Linked DNA regions of Gossypium hirsutum: region 2 is linked to region 1. The links are chromatin contacts, called in public Hi-C maps. All regions are on one chromosome and are shown on one strand. Each heading gives the region's core, a stretch centred on a gene start, on an enhancer-like site or on the middle of the called end of the contact. The rest is flanking DNA. Distances are from core to core; before and after follow the strand shown.

Region 1 (7,129 bases), core at 3,262-5,761:
CACTTATCCTATAAATAAGTACTAATTTCTTCATTGTTTTCATTAAAAAGTTAATTTTAATCCCACATTAACTAGAAAATACTCTCATGGCTCACTTCTTTACTATTTCCATTAAGAGTAAATTTTAGTCCCTTAAAACGTTAATTCTAATCCCACATTGATTATAGAACACTTTTATGCTTACACTTGAAGTCATAATTTCTTCACTATTTTTATTAAAAAATAATTTAAATTTAAATTTAATTAAATCTTAGTATACGCACTTAAATTATAGCATCTGTAAAAAATTTATATTATAAAAATACAATTAATTAAATGTATCTTTCAATTTAAATACAATAAGCTCGTACATTGATTGTTTTATAATTATAATCAATATTACCATTTACACAAATCAACTTATTAGAATTTACTTATTAAATAACTTATTATTAGATTCAAATTTTGACAAATTTTTATAGCTCTTAAAATTTAATTTATACACTAAGTCCGTCCCAGCGTCACGTAGATAAACAAACTAATTATAATATATGTTCTAAATAAGAAATGTAACAGTAAATATTAAAAATATAACTAATATTAACAATATTTGATAAAACAAAATAACTTATATAAATTATAAACTTATGCATCGCTTCATATTAAAATAATTCTATCTTTATTTCAAAATGCAAAAATGCTATCTTCTTAAGATTAAAATATTATATGTTCAAATAAATGATCAAAATTTTAAACAATAATTATATATATAGTAATGATACATGAAAAGGATGACAATTTAATTGATTTTTATGATATATAAGATTCATTAACAATTCATTAAGAAACTTAAAATACTAATTATGAATAATAATGTGTAAATTCTACTTAATTATAAAACATATAATTTTATAATAGATAACAAAAAATAGATAATTTTTCATATAAAAATCATTAAATTAATTATAAATATTATTATAATAAGTCATAATTCTCATACAAAAATAACAAAGAAAATTTTATCTTTGGAATAGGTGGAATTACAAATGTTGGGAGTTGGGACTCAAATTTGATATCCACGATATGCTATGTTTTAACTTTAGATGTACGAACCAAATGAACTAAGCTTCAACTCTATTGCTTAATAAATATTTGTGTTAAAGAGAAAAATATTTTGGATTAGAATTATATAATTAATATGTGAGTAAAAAATATATTTTACAAAATTAACATAGCAAGATGTTATTTGAAATGGTAAAAATATTAAACATTGCATTTTAGGTTTAAATTTTATTATGCATATTTTTTAAAATTTTAGATAAATATAAAATAACATAGATACTACTATATTATAAAAAATATATAATTACTCTTATAATAATTTTTTGTTATTTTACAAAAGAAATGAATTTTCAATAATTTCTTAATTGAGTTGAAACTTATTTGATGAGTACTCTCAATTTAGTTAACTTTTTAAATAATAGTATACATATAATTTACTATAGCTGAAATCTTTTGGATCAAAATAAGAAACAAGTCTTCACTTATATGGAGTGATGATTAAAACTCATACAACGATTCAAACCTATCACATCATCCCACCACAATATAAATATATAAGGAACACAATTTTTACCCATGCAATAACGCGATGATAGTTATACCATATATTTTACCTCTATTTCTAATTCTTATTCAAGGCACACATAATTATCCAAAAAGGAAAAAAAATATTTAAAATAAAGAATAAGGTTCAATTTCCATGTTATAAGCAGAAGTCAATAATTCTAACTGAACATGCTTTCAGATTCAATAGCTCTTCCTTCGATCAAACCTTGTGTTGCGCAGCCATGAACGTGACTGCATTCTCATGCACTTTTATTGGTCAAAAGATGCACAGTAACTATATTTATGTGTTTATATAATAATATCATTTGTTAAAGTACTTTTAGACCAGGAAATCCACATCCTACAATCAACGGGAAAAAAGAAGGCTCCATTCTATTTATTTAACATTAAGCCCATCATCATGCCTGAACAGAAGATTTAAAAAAGAAAAGGAAAAGATTAAAAACATTTGATCAAGCACCAGTCCATTAAGAATCTCAAATAAAAACGAAGTTGGGAACAGTTGCACCAGGTATATAATAATAATAATAATAATAATAATAACTGTAACCTCAAACCTTTTATTTATTTATTTTCATACACTCTCAGGCTCAGCTAGTTATTATCATCTGCTACTGCAATTGCATTGTCGTTTTGGCCCAGCAAACTACTTATGGATCGAGCTTTAACCATTCCAAGCTTCGCTCTCTTCTTTGTCATCATCAATGGCTTCTGATCCTCTCCTTCTGCATCATTCCCACCACTTTCACCATGCAATTCACGCTTTGCTAATTGTTGGGACGAAGAAGAAAGATTGGACAACATCAGACCTTGATTATCACCATTATTAGGCTGTCCCTCCTCCTTTGATGCTAAAGATCGGCTTCGAACACTAGTCATGCTCCTCAACCTACCTTTGCCCAAATGATGCTCGCAAAGAGAGTAACCAACGAGTGTTTGTTGGCAACATCTCCATCCCCTTCCATTAACTCGACTGCACCGCGACCCTTCCATGAGTGCACCACCTCGACCTCTCTTTTTTGCACCACTAGAATTGTTATTATTATAAATACTAGTGCAAGCAATGTCTTTGCTCTCTTGTTCTTCACCATTGCTTTGCTGCTGCTGCTGCTGCACAAGTTTCTTGTTCAGCTTAGTCTTCATCTTGCTGGTACTGCTCTTCATCGGCCGCTTATTATTTGTATCTTTCGCCATTATCGTATCATCATCGTCCCCTGTTGTTTCAACGCTCCCTCTTCTCTTCTTCAATGGAAATGCTTTTTCTCCCTCACCCCATCTCCCAACAGCTTTTAGTTTAAGTGCAATCAAAACAACAACAACAACAAAGTGCAACCACCTTCAAATACTACATCGATCAAACACTAGTGGTTTCATTCTTCCGTTTTGATTAACATATGCAGAAGATTCTTACCTTGATGATGGGAAGAACTCGACTGTGGAGGAGACCCAGTTCCTAGTTTTGCACCCAAAACATTTTTCTCCCTAGCAAACCAACCCAACCCAGAAGATCCACAACCACAAACATAAATTTTTTTTAAAGAAAAAAAATGGAAAAAAATGAATGAAATTAGTGCAAAACATGGAGCAAGATGTAAATAACATTGGTTGAGAGTTGAGACGGGGACCAGCATCCGATGCTAACGTGCACCGCATGGACATATATATTAGTTAACCAAAATTGAAGATAAAAGAAAAAAGAAAAAAAGATTAGATTAGATAGGAAGGTATGGTTGCTAGCCAAAGCTGAAATAAAAACACCTAAAAACAGTATTTCCAGTTACAGTATTATTTTCATTTTTGTAGAATTCTTTCATTTTAGTGTTGGTGTTGGTTAAAAAGTTAAGATCAAGACCCTTCTTTTTTTTTTCACCTTTTTACTACAAGATTTTATGAAATAACAGAAGAAATTTGGTTTTTGTTTTTAATTTAAACTTTTTTAGCCCTTCAGTTCTTACCTGGTGTCATTAATCTTCTCCTCTTCTTCTTCTCCTCCAGGCTTCAAAACCTACAAAAAGAAATAAAAAAGGTCCCACTTAGCAAGTTTGTAATTTTACCTGATGCAACTTTCATGGGTGCAAATTAATCAAAGTAAAAAGAGAATTCAAACAAGAGATGCTTTATTTCTTTTTGTTACGTTGAACACTAGTGCAGTCTCAGAAACAAAGTTAAAACTATGATAAAAATGAAAGAAAGGAAATAAGATGTACTATTTAGTTGTTTGTAAGGATTGAATCATTGAACTAACTAACCAAGTAGTCTTGTTTGTTCTTCGTGAGTTGTTTTCCATGTGTTGTTCCATCACGGGGTTGGGTTGGCAGTGCTTGGCCGATCGGATGATCAGATTGAGAAGGGTAGTGAGGATCAAAGCAGCAAGGAGTGGGTGGTTGTTGCTGCCGTAGCGGGAGTTGCACCACCGCTACCGGAGGGCGGTTAAAGTTGGGATCTGATGAAAGGGGTACTGGTGAAATGGAAGAGAAAGGTAGCGGAACCTGTCTTTTCCTGATCCTCATCGATGCGAGATAAGATTTTCCCTTTCTTTCTCTCTCGAGAAAATAAAAAAACAAAACACTCAAGGAAACCAAACCAAAGCTAAGCAAGATATAATCAATCTTTACAAGGCAAAGACAAGAAAAAAAAAAGTCTGATTTTGCTTTGAGAGAGAAATAAAAGAAAGGAGAATATATGGAAAAATAAATGCAAAACCCAAATATTTATAATAATTACTACTAATTTTTTTAATATTATTCAGTAATTTGTTTCTCTCTCTAACTTTTATTTGTTGCACCACAGAAAGGGGAAGAAGGGGTGATGCACGTGGGGAGCACGTGGGAAGGTGGTAACCGGTTGAGAAGGTAAACGGTGGAGGAATCGGGAGGGGAAGGCCAGGGTGGAAACGAGGGGAGAAACCAAATGATGGGAGTGGGTAGTTTTATCGTTTATACTTTTTGGATGAGATTGGTGGGTCCCTCTCTTCTCCTCTCTAACAGCAACGACTCTGATCTGTTAATTGATGCCCCCCTTTTTATTTTTAAAAAATTATATTAACTCTACCTTTTTTTTTCTATTCTATTTTTTATTCTTCTCGATATATCCTAGATAAATAAAGTGTTTCAATTCCTATATTTTTTTAATCATTTTTTTTCTAATTTTAAAGGGTAAATTATACTGCAAGTCATCTTAAATTACCGTTGTTCCTATTTTGGCAACTTTAATTTCTTTTCAATTTAGTCACTTTAATTAATATAATTATTTGAATTAGTCACAGATGTTAAAAATTTCGTTAATCCATCGAGTTGTTAACATAATATTTTTTTAACTTTGACAAAAGTTAGAGACCTCTCTATATTAGTCAAAATCACTTTATTTTTATTTGCAACATATGTGTTGGGGATAGACCTGATTAAGCAACGAATAAGTAAAAATAGCAGAAGAAATTGAGAATTTGAACACACAAATTTAACGTGAAAAAATCCCTCCAAAGAAGATAAAAAATTACGAAGAAAGATAATTTTACTATAATGGCAAAAGAATGAAGACTACAAAAGATAGAGATAAAAACTAAACCGCGAAACTCGAAAATAAAGAACCCTCTAAACGTAAACACAAAATTTACCAAAAGTGTTATGAGTTTTAATTTTTTAATGGATGTCTTTTCTAAGGTTATAAAAGAGCCTCTTTATAGGCTAAATTCGTAGGTCAAATAATAATAAACTAATCTAGACTAATCAAAGTTCGACTGAAACAAATAAATAGAGTTTAACTGGGAGATTATCTCTACAATTTGACTGAAATATGAGGCATACTCAACAAATCTCCACCTTGACTCATATTTCCACAACACCATCTTTGCCAAAACTTGCCATCGGCCTATCTTGAACAATGTAGGGAATTAACTGAGTCGAATTTGTGCTTAAAAGCAAGAAGACCTCTAGCCTTTGACTTGTGCACTGCCAAATCAAAACTAACTCGAGTTTGATTTTCACGAACACAGCGCCTTAACTTTTCAAAACCTGTATCTGAAAGAGAACATCTCTTCAACAAAATGTTCATACATTTTTCCCTCCTATGACTAAGTTGCCTCCGCTCCAAACTAGTTGACTTCGACTCTGTAATGGACGAGAGACGCTTGATTTCACCGGTCAGTGTTGAACCTTCCAAAATATAAAGGTTATTGGTCCTTTTACCTTTTAACAAAACGAGAGCCCCATGAGACACCTTAATGTTGCTCGACTCGATGTTGATTCTGCAACCTTTCGAGTCTAAAATACTCAAGGAGATGAGATTCTTTCGTAAATCAGGTAGAAACCTGACATCTAAGAGTGTCCTAATCATCCTTTCGTACATATTAATTTTAACAGTCCAATGTCGATTACCTTACTGGATGAATCGTTTCTCATGCGCACAACTCCATCTTCAACTGAACTGTATATGGAGAACCATTCTCTGTTGGGACACATATAGAAAGAACATCCCGAATCTAGGATTGACTCAGACATAAGCTCGGAGCTATCACTCGTTGACAGTAATAAGAAATCATCACCGCTTTTGTTGACCAAATTAACACCAGCTACATCTTCCTTGTTACTCTCAACAACCCTTTTATTTCACATATTATAATAATCTACTTTGACGTGACCTAACTTATTACAATAGTGAAACCTTTTGTCTCGCTTCTTTGATGCTACCAAAATGGAAGTTTACCTATCTGCCTTACTATCCGAACCAAACTCATTGTTGAGTTTTTCTTTACTCAACAAAGGACCTTTCACATCTTTAAATGAGAGTTTGTCTCTGCTATAAATCAAGATCTACTTGAAAGACTTGTATAAAGAGGGTAAAGAGCACAATAGTAGAGTAATAAATTGACTAATGTGATCTCTAATAAGCTCACATTCATTCATGCAAAACGTAAATAGACGTTGTTTCAACACTAAACGGTTAGCTAGAGACTTGATCGTATAAAGAGTTCCTAACCTTCTAATGTGATCCCACCCTTTTTGATGAGCCTACTTGCTAGCATGACATCACTAACCACCCTTTCTAATGTAGAAATGTCTGAAATTTATTCATGATTTGTTTCCAGTATTGAGGTTTCCTTTTTTTTCGTTCTCTGTTTTGTTGCTGAAAAACTAAGAGAAAAATGAAACTCTGATCTTGAGTTCTAAACTTGTTTTAGTCTTATCATAAAAGTGAGTTAGCTAAAACTAGGTTCAATCAAGGTTATTATTTTACCTTTTCCATGTTCCATGCTTCTTAAGAACAAATAGAAAAATAAAAAATCCTAACATCAAAATTAAATATTAAAAAGGGAAAGGAAAAAAAGAAAAAAAATTGCTTTACACCTATATTTTAAAGAGAAAATTTGAGTTTAGAAAGTTCATTTTTTTTCTTTTTAAGTAAAAAATTAATATTTTTGGTAGTTTTCTTGGTCAATTTTCTATAATTCCTAAACTATTCTAATGGTTGGTGACTGCTTTATTATTCATTCTAGTACCCTTTTATCGAATAATTCTATGATATA
Region 2 (7,129 bases), core at 1,296-3,795, 440 kb before region 1:
AGACCCATTATTGTTGTTTCAATGGGTACTCGAGATTTTTCCAAATTTTGGTGGCTCCTAAGGATCAAGATAAAACAACTTTCACATGCCCTTTTGAAACGTTCGCGTATAGACGAATACCGTTTAGACTCTGTAATGCTCCGGCCACTTTCTAAAGATGCATGGTGTGCATATTCTCCAATTATGTCGAGAAAATCATTGAAGTCTTCATGGATGACTTCACGGTGTACGATAACTCTTTTAACGAATGCCTCAATAATCTTGCTAAGATAATACAAAGATACCTAGAATTTAATCTTGTTTTAAATTACGAAAAATGTCACTTTATGGTTGACAAAAGATTAATTTTAGGTCATATAGTTTCCTCGGAAAGAATTGTGGTCGATAAGGCAAAAACAGATATTATTAACTCATTACCTTACCCCACATCTGTGAGGGAAGTTCGTTCGTTTCTTGGCCATGCAGGATTTTACAGACGATTCATGAAAGACTTCTCGAAAATCACGCACCGCTTTGCAGTCGTTACAAAAGGATAAAGAATTTGAATTTGACCAGACCTGTAAAGACGCATTTGACATGCTGAAGCAGAAATTGGTCTCCTCTCCCATATTGCAACCATCAAATTGGAACTTCCCGTTCGAAATCATGTGTGATGCAAGTGACCGAAGTGTGGGAGCTATTCTTGGCGAAAGAATAGGGAAAGAGCCTCATGTTATCTACTATGCTTCAAAGACTTTGGATGCTGCCCAAAGCAATTACACAACCACTGAGAAAGATTATAAGCTGTAGTGTTTGCTTTAGACAAATTTAGATCTTACCTATTGGGAACTAAGGTGATTATCTTTTCTGATCATACAGCTTTGAAATATTTAATAGGGAAGGAGGAGGCAGAACCTCGACTGATTAGGTGGATTCTGCTCCTACAAGAGTTCGATTTTGAAATCCAGGATAAAAAGGGATGCGAAAACTTAGTAACTGACCATCTGAATCGATTATCGATTTCAGTAGACGACACACTATTGAAAGACAACTTCCCAGATGAAAACCTGTTTTCAGCAAAAGCAGTTCATCCTTGGTACGCAGACATAGTAAATTACCTCATTACAGGTACTGTTCCTTCGAAATTACCAATTTCAAAAAAAGATAAGATAAGAAAATATGCTCGGTATTACATCTGGGACGACCGTAGTTGACTTTCTTAAAAGTTCTATTTTTTCTAGGTATGGCACTCCACGAGCATTAATCAGTGACAGAGGAACTCATTTTTGCAATAAGCTCGTAAGTGCACTTATTGAGAAATATGGAGTGACTCAACGAATTGCCACTGCTTACCATCCACAAACAAACAGGCAAACTGAAGTGTCGAATCGAGAAATTAGGTCCATTCTAGAAAAGACTGTTAAACCTAACAGAAAGGATTGGAGTTTGAGACTAAATGACACACTTTGGGCTTATAGGACAGCTTACAAGGGACCAATAGGCATGTCACCTTACCGACTCGTTTTCGGTAAATCGTGCCATCTCCCAGTCGAATTAGAGCACAAAACATTTTGGGCAATTAAGTAGTGTAACATGGAGATAGAGTCTGTAAGAAGGTCTCGAAAGTTGGACATCTAGGAACTCGAGGAAATTAGAAACGATGCATATAAAAATGCTCGAGTTTATAAAAAAATGACGAAGGTGTTTCATGACAAGCTAATCACTAGGAAGCAGTTTTCAATAGGACAAAAAGTTCTATATGACTCCACCTTAAAAATTTTCGCTGGTAAGCTTCGATCCAAATAAAAAGATCCATTCATTATAACTAATTTATTCTCGAATGGTGCAGTGAAAATTCAAAGCGAAGAAACCCGGAAGTGCTTTAAGGTGAATGGTCAAAGACTGAAACCCTTTTACGAGAATTTTCAAACGCACACAGTTGAAGAGATTGTTCTCGAGGAGCCCAGAACTTGAATAACAGGTCGTCAAGCTAACAACGTTAAACAAAATGCTGTTGGGAGGCAACCCAATTTTTTTCCTTTATGCAAATAAAATTTTTGGAAGGTAAAATAGAAAGTGAGAATGCATGTCAAGAATCGGTTCTACCTAAGGAAAGACTTGGTACTTAAGAATGTCCATTGTGACTCACCTTTCTTTCTTGGGAACTGACCTGGTGCATTTATCACGACTATTTTACTAAATCCCATAATCTTAGTTTTTAATAATTTATTTCTTAAATATTTGAGCATAGCATTAGCTAAGCTATAAATTCGAGAAATAAAAATTACAGATTTTAATTTTTATTCTAATTAATTTTAATTTTAATTTTAATTTTCTATTTTTTATATTTTACAGATAGACATGCCAAGACAGAATTTGAACCACCATTTAACCCAATTCACTACCCAAGTTAACCCATTAGCTACAAACTAACCAAAACCTAAACCCATCATACTTACCCAAACTCAAACCCAAAAATTAAGCCCAAAAACATCCCAACCGTCCACCCTTCCCAAATAAAAAAAAAAAACCTAACCTTTCACCCATCAAATCTTAAGCTTTCGCCTATCACATCCTAGCCATCTTTTCACCTAGAAAACTTCAACCCCATACCCCATTTTAATTCATCCCTCTCTCTCCAACCGTCTACCCTTTTTCAAATTAAAAAAATATCCTTTCACCCATCAAATCCTAACCATCCACCTATTTTTCACCTAAGAAAACCTAACCCCATTACCCTCATTTTGACCAATCAAATTCTTCTAACAAAAACAAACAAAAACTTTCTTTCAGATATTTATTTCTATCTTTCTTCATAAACCCCTTCCCTTTTCACCACCACTCACCACCATTCAAAACAAAAATGAAAAAACCCGATTCACCGCCCCACCATGGTCCGCACCCGTGAACGCATGACGCAAGAACCACCCTCTGCGGTTAACCGTTGTCAAAACTGCTTCTCCGCTCCGCCCTTTGTAACCATCGACTCCGACAAGTCTCCTCACTCTTCGTCGCCGCAACCACGTCTTATAGAAGAAATCACAGCCCAACTCCGATTACCATTGTCTACCTACCCCATGAGCCACCTATTTCGGACTACCATTCTCCAAACAACCAAAATGAACCGCCAGACTCATCCGACAACCACGATCACCTTTCCTCCCGATCAAACTTACGTGCGCAGCAACCTACACGACCACGGCCTTTGAGAAGAATTTCGCAACCCCCGAACGACGACATTGAACCACGTTCGACGCAATGTTCACAAACCTGTGCTTGGCAACAGCCACCGTTGGCTGGTTCATCAACTCCAATGGCAAAAAAATGTTGAAAATAGTGGAGATAAAACGGATAATGACGGAAGTCGAGCATCTGCCCATAATGACATTGACTTTTTCCCACGTGAACGCGGTCGATTTCGGAAAGGAAAAGGATTTATACCCCCGGAGAATAGATTCTGTGGGAATCTAACGTTCACCAACTCGGCATACCAAGTCGAACAAATCCAACATCGCCATCTTCCTATATGTAAGCACGTACACCCATTCTCATTATATTGTTTAGATATTAAAGAATCTGTTAATTAATATTTTGAAGCTATTGGATGGACTGATTTTGCTGCCATTAATGAACCTACATATTATGAGTTGGTTTCTGAATTTTATTCTACATATCATTTTAACCGCTCTACTAATACCGTGTAGAAACCTCACGCTATCTCTTTTTGCTTACTTGTTGTGCATTATAATCTATCAAATTCTAAGTTTAATGTTGCTTTAGGATTCATTAGTGAGGAATAATTAACAACTGATGACTATCACGAATCATATCTCGACATACCACCTGACTTTGACACTAAAGAAGCTTTGGCATTGTTAACTAAAATGAGACAAATATCGTACGACCCGAAACATTGTAAAGACATAGGAATTCATAGTCCTGCACTTAGATATATACATAAATTCCTTACTTTCAATTTTTTCGAACGTAATGATGCATCTGCCTCTTTAACTAAGACTGAATTATTCTTTCTATAGTGCATGCATTTGGGTAGGAAGGTGAATTTAGGCTATTGGTTTGCTATTCAGTTTCAGCATGTTTTACGGTCGAATCGGCCACTAATTTTGGGTACTTACATCACACGTTTAGCATCCAATTTGAATCCATCAGCTATCAATTTTAGTTCTTTGAATTTGGCATATAAAACAGACTCTTTAAATACGTACTGCTTGGATTCTATGGGGTTACTTGCCGGTACCCCTTCTTCTTTTTATTTTATTCCTCTAAGTACGAGAACGGATCGGTCGCATAGAGTGTTCTGACGAAGACACCAGCACGAAACGGAGCCTCCAACTTCCGTCGAATCTCGGTTGACTCGAATCGTGGAAGGACTCGAATCTTTACGCACCTTAGTGACAGACGTTCTCACCCACCTACGAGACCACCCTCCACGACATTAAATTACATAGGGAGTTAATTTTTCCTTTCCCTACTTACCTTTACGTTTTATCCTTTAATTTAATTTAAATTACATTGGGACAATGTAAAATAAGTAGAGGGAGGGGAACATAAATCGATTCTAACGGCTCTACTTTGCTTATCCGTTGTCGTTATTTTTGCATGTTTCTCATAGAAGGTAAATAATTTTCTTGATAAATTAGGATGGTACACTTGTGGTTTGGCCTATTTAACTATTTAGTTCTTTTCGTATAAACTCTTCAATAGCTTTGATTTAGCCAAAAGAAAAAAGAAAAAAACGAAAAAAAAAAGAAGAGAGAATAAATAATAATACTCCTTTGATACGAATGTTAAGAGTAAAAATTGAGGGAATACATCGGACCGAGTAACCAGAATGTGGTGCTTGGGTTATCATCATGTCTCGCGTAATAAGGTTCGTGTGGCCGTCCAATTACTCCGCTAACAAGCTATCACGAGTAGGGCGAAATAACTCGCTTAGAGACATCCGAATCAAATAACCGGAACATGGTACTTGGGTTGTTATCATGTCTCGCGTCAAAAAATTTGAAAATGTCCTAAGTACAAAAATAATAAAATGAGGGGTAGGTCCTTATTTCTTAGGCTAGGTTATTTGAGATGATAATATGTAAGGACTAAATTGTTAAATTGTGCAAACCATGGAGGGTCAAGTCCTATTATGGAGGAAATTTTTCCTTGTACAAATACATACAAAATGCTCGAGGACTAACATGAACTAAGTAGGAGGATTTGATTAAATGCTAAAAATACATATTTTATGTAATTTAATTGGTCAATTTATGAGAATGCACTACTGATTTTCTCCATTTTATATTAAATTTTATACAAGGGTGCAATTTGGGGTCAAAAGAGAAAAAAAGAGAAGCAATTGGACTAGATTGAAGAAAGAAGCAAAGAAGGCGGACCAAAATAAAAATTTTCCAAGATGTAATTAGCTGAAATTTTATTTTGACTTAATGAAAAATTATGTAGGGATTTTTGATATCATCAGAATATTTTTCCTTAATTTTCTATGATTAGTGGCCTTTAATTAGGCAAATTCGATAAAGGCAACTAGTATAAATAGGGGCTACTATGTTCATTCATTCATCAAGTTTTTCATCAAGCTCTCATCTTTTAAATTCAATCTTTTCTTTCCTTTATGCAAATTTATTTGTCGACATTGATTCCTTATATTTTTCCATTTATTAGTTTCCAGCTTTGAAAATACTACACCCAAACATTGCGCCACCCACATCTATCCACTTATATTTCTTTTTCATTTATCCACCCCTCTCCAAATATGCCCAACTCCAACATGCCCCAAACCTTAGTCAACTAAATTTATTTCAGCTTTAGGTCGGTGTTAGCTTCATCAAGACCCATGAATTACGAACCCGAGCAATTCAATTTTTAATTTTCAGTATTTATTACTTCTAGCCAGATTAAGAGTATGACTTCATCAACTCACAAAGTTAGATTAACACTAAGTCAAAAAAGACGTCGTTTGAGTTAGTGTGGTTAGACGTACAGTTTGAATTCCAAAAGGATCGATTGTCTAATCAATTTTTCGTGAACACGTTGGCGTGATAAGTGGGTATTGCTGTTTGGTTCTGTCAAGGGAAGTAGTAACCGGATTTAAATGTCTCACGCAGTTGAGAACATTGATTCGAGCTAAGCTCTTCTAGAACGCAAAGCTGCCGGAGTTCTAAACCACAAACGTTCCGTTGGTTGTTCAATCGGTAATGTTTAGTTATAAGACGTTCCATAACTAATTTACACAAGGAAGAGTTGGTGTCCGAGGCATACTTGGTAACTATAAGTAACTTATTTGAAAAGAGGAGTTTATCTAGTTTCGAAGATCAGTTCAAAGATGAGAAAAAACCCGTGCCTAAAGCTGAGCTAAGTTTAATTAATCTTTCTTCAGATTTATTTAACTGTTTTTTTTCAGCTTTTACTTTTTACGCTTTTTTTCTGTTTATTTCAGGTTGTCAATTTTTATCCTTCCCCAAATTTCTTGGGCACGACAACTTCCCAGACGCGAATCTGGTCGAGAAAGAGCAACAATTTTACGTGAACCCAGTCTCTGAAGAATCGGTCCTACTCCCTATACTGCTCAAGTTTGCAAATTAAGTGTAGAATTATATTGGTGAAATCGACAACCATCACAAGGTTAGAGAATAAACCTTCTTATACCTGGAAGAGCATTTGGGCTACCAAAGGTAGTCTCCATGACAGGATATGCTAGAGAGTTGGAACTGGAACAAAATTCCAATTAAAGATGCTGCTTGGGTGCCTGATACTGGGGATCACAAAATTCAAAGTAGTGGAAAAATTTTAGATGCAATGATGGTGGTTGATCTTATAGATAAGGATTCAAGACAATAGAAAGGAGAGTTTATCAAAAATACCTTCTGTGTGACTGATGTTGAGAGAGTTTTAAAAATCCTGTTGGCAAGGATTCCTCATGAGGATTATCTGGTGTAGAAAGGTGCGGAAAGGTGAGGCCTCGGGTGTGTATTCTGTTCGTAGTGCTTACAAAAAGCTATTACAATTATCGGGGGATCCTAACTAGTTACAAAACCAGACAAAATACATGCATTACATGCCCTCTAAATTGAAAATTACAGTCTAGAAATGTTGTAGAAACTTTATCCGTACTCCATGTAATCAA

The links. Hi-C and Micro-C count contacts between places; a contact is called where the count stands out from the background.
Region 2: a contact with region 1 is called in a Hi-C map of leaf, with 4 times the contacts expected there. The contact joins the enhancer-like site here to the promoter of LOC107945745 in region 1. A contact is called at or near these places in 2 of 34 Hi-C or Micro-C datasets (both in leaf).

The regions. Positions count from the first base shown.
Region 1 is chrD04:24,192,295-24,199,423 of Gossypium_hirsutum_v2.1, reverse strand. It overlaps LOC107945745, which reads right to left and starts at 4,511. Exons shown (of 4, transcript XM_016879851.2): 1 at 3,858-4,511; 2 at 3,564-3,613; 3 at 3,020-3,090; 4 at 1,963-2,894. The coding sequence starts at 4,118. The coding sequence ends at 2,203.
Region 2 is chrD04:24,634,472-24,641,600 of Gossypium_hirsutum_v2.1, reverse strand. No RefSeq gene overlaps it. Among protein-coding and RNA genes, the nearest start is that of LOC121216154, 21 kb to the left of the region's middle. Within about 2 kb of position 2,545, at least 4 of the 9 cell types and tissues checked have an H3K27ac peak or open chromatin away from gene starts, as enhancers often do. A contact at or near this core is called in leaf, where this site is marked.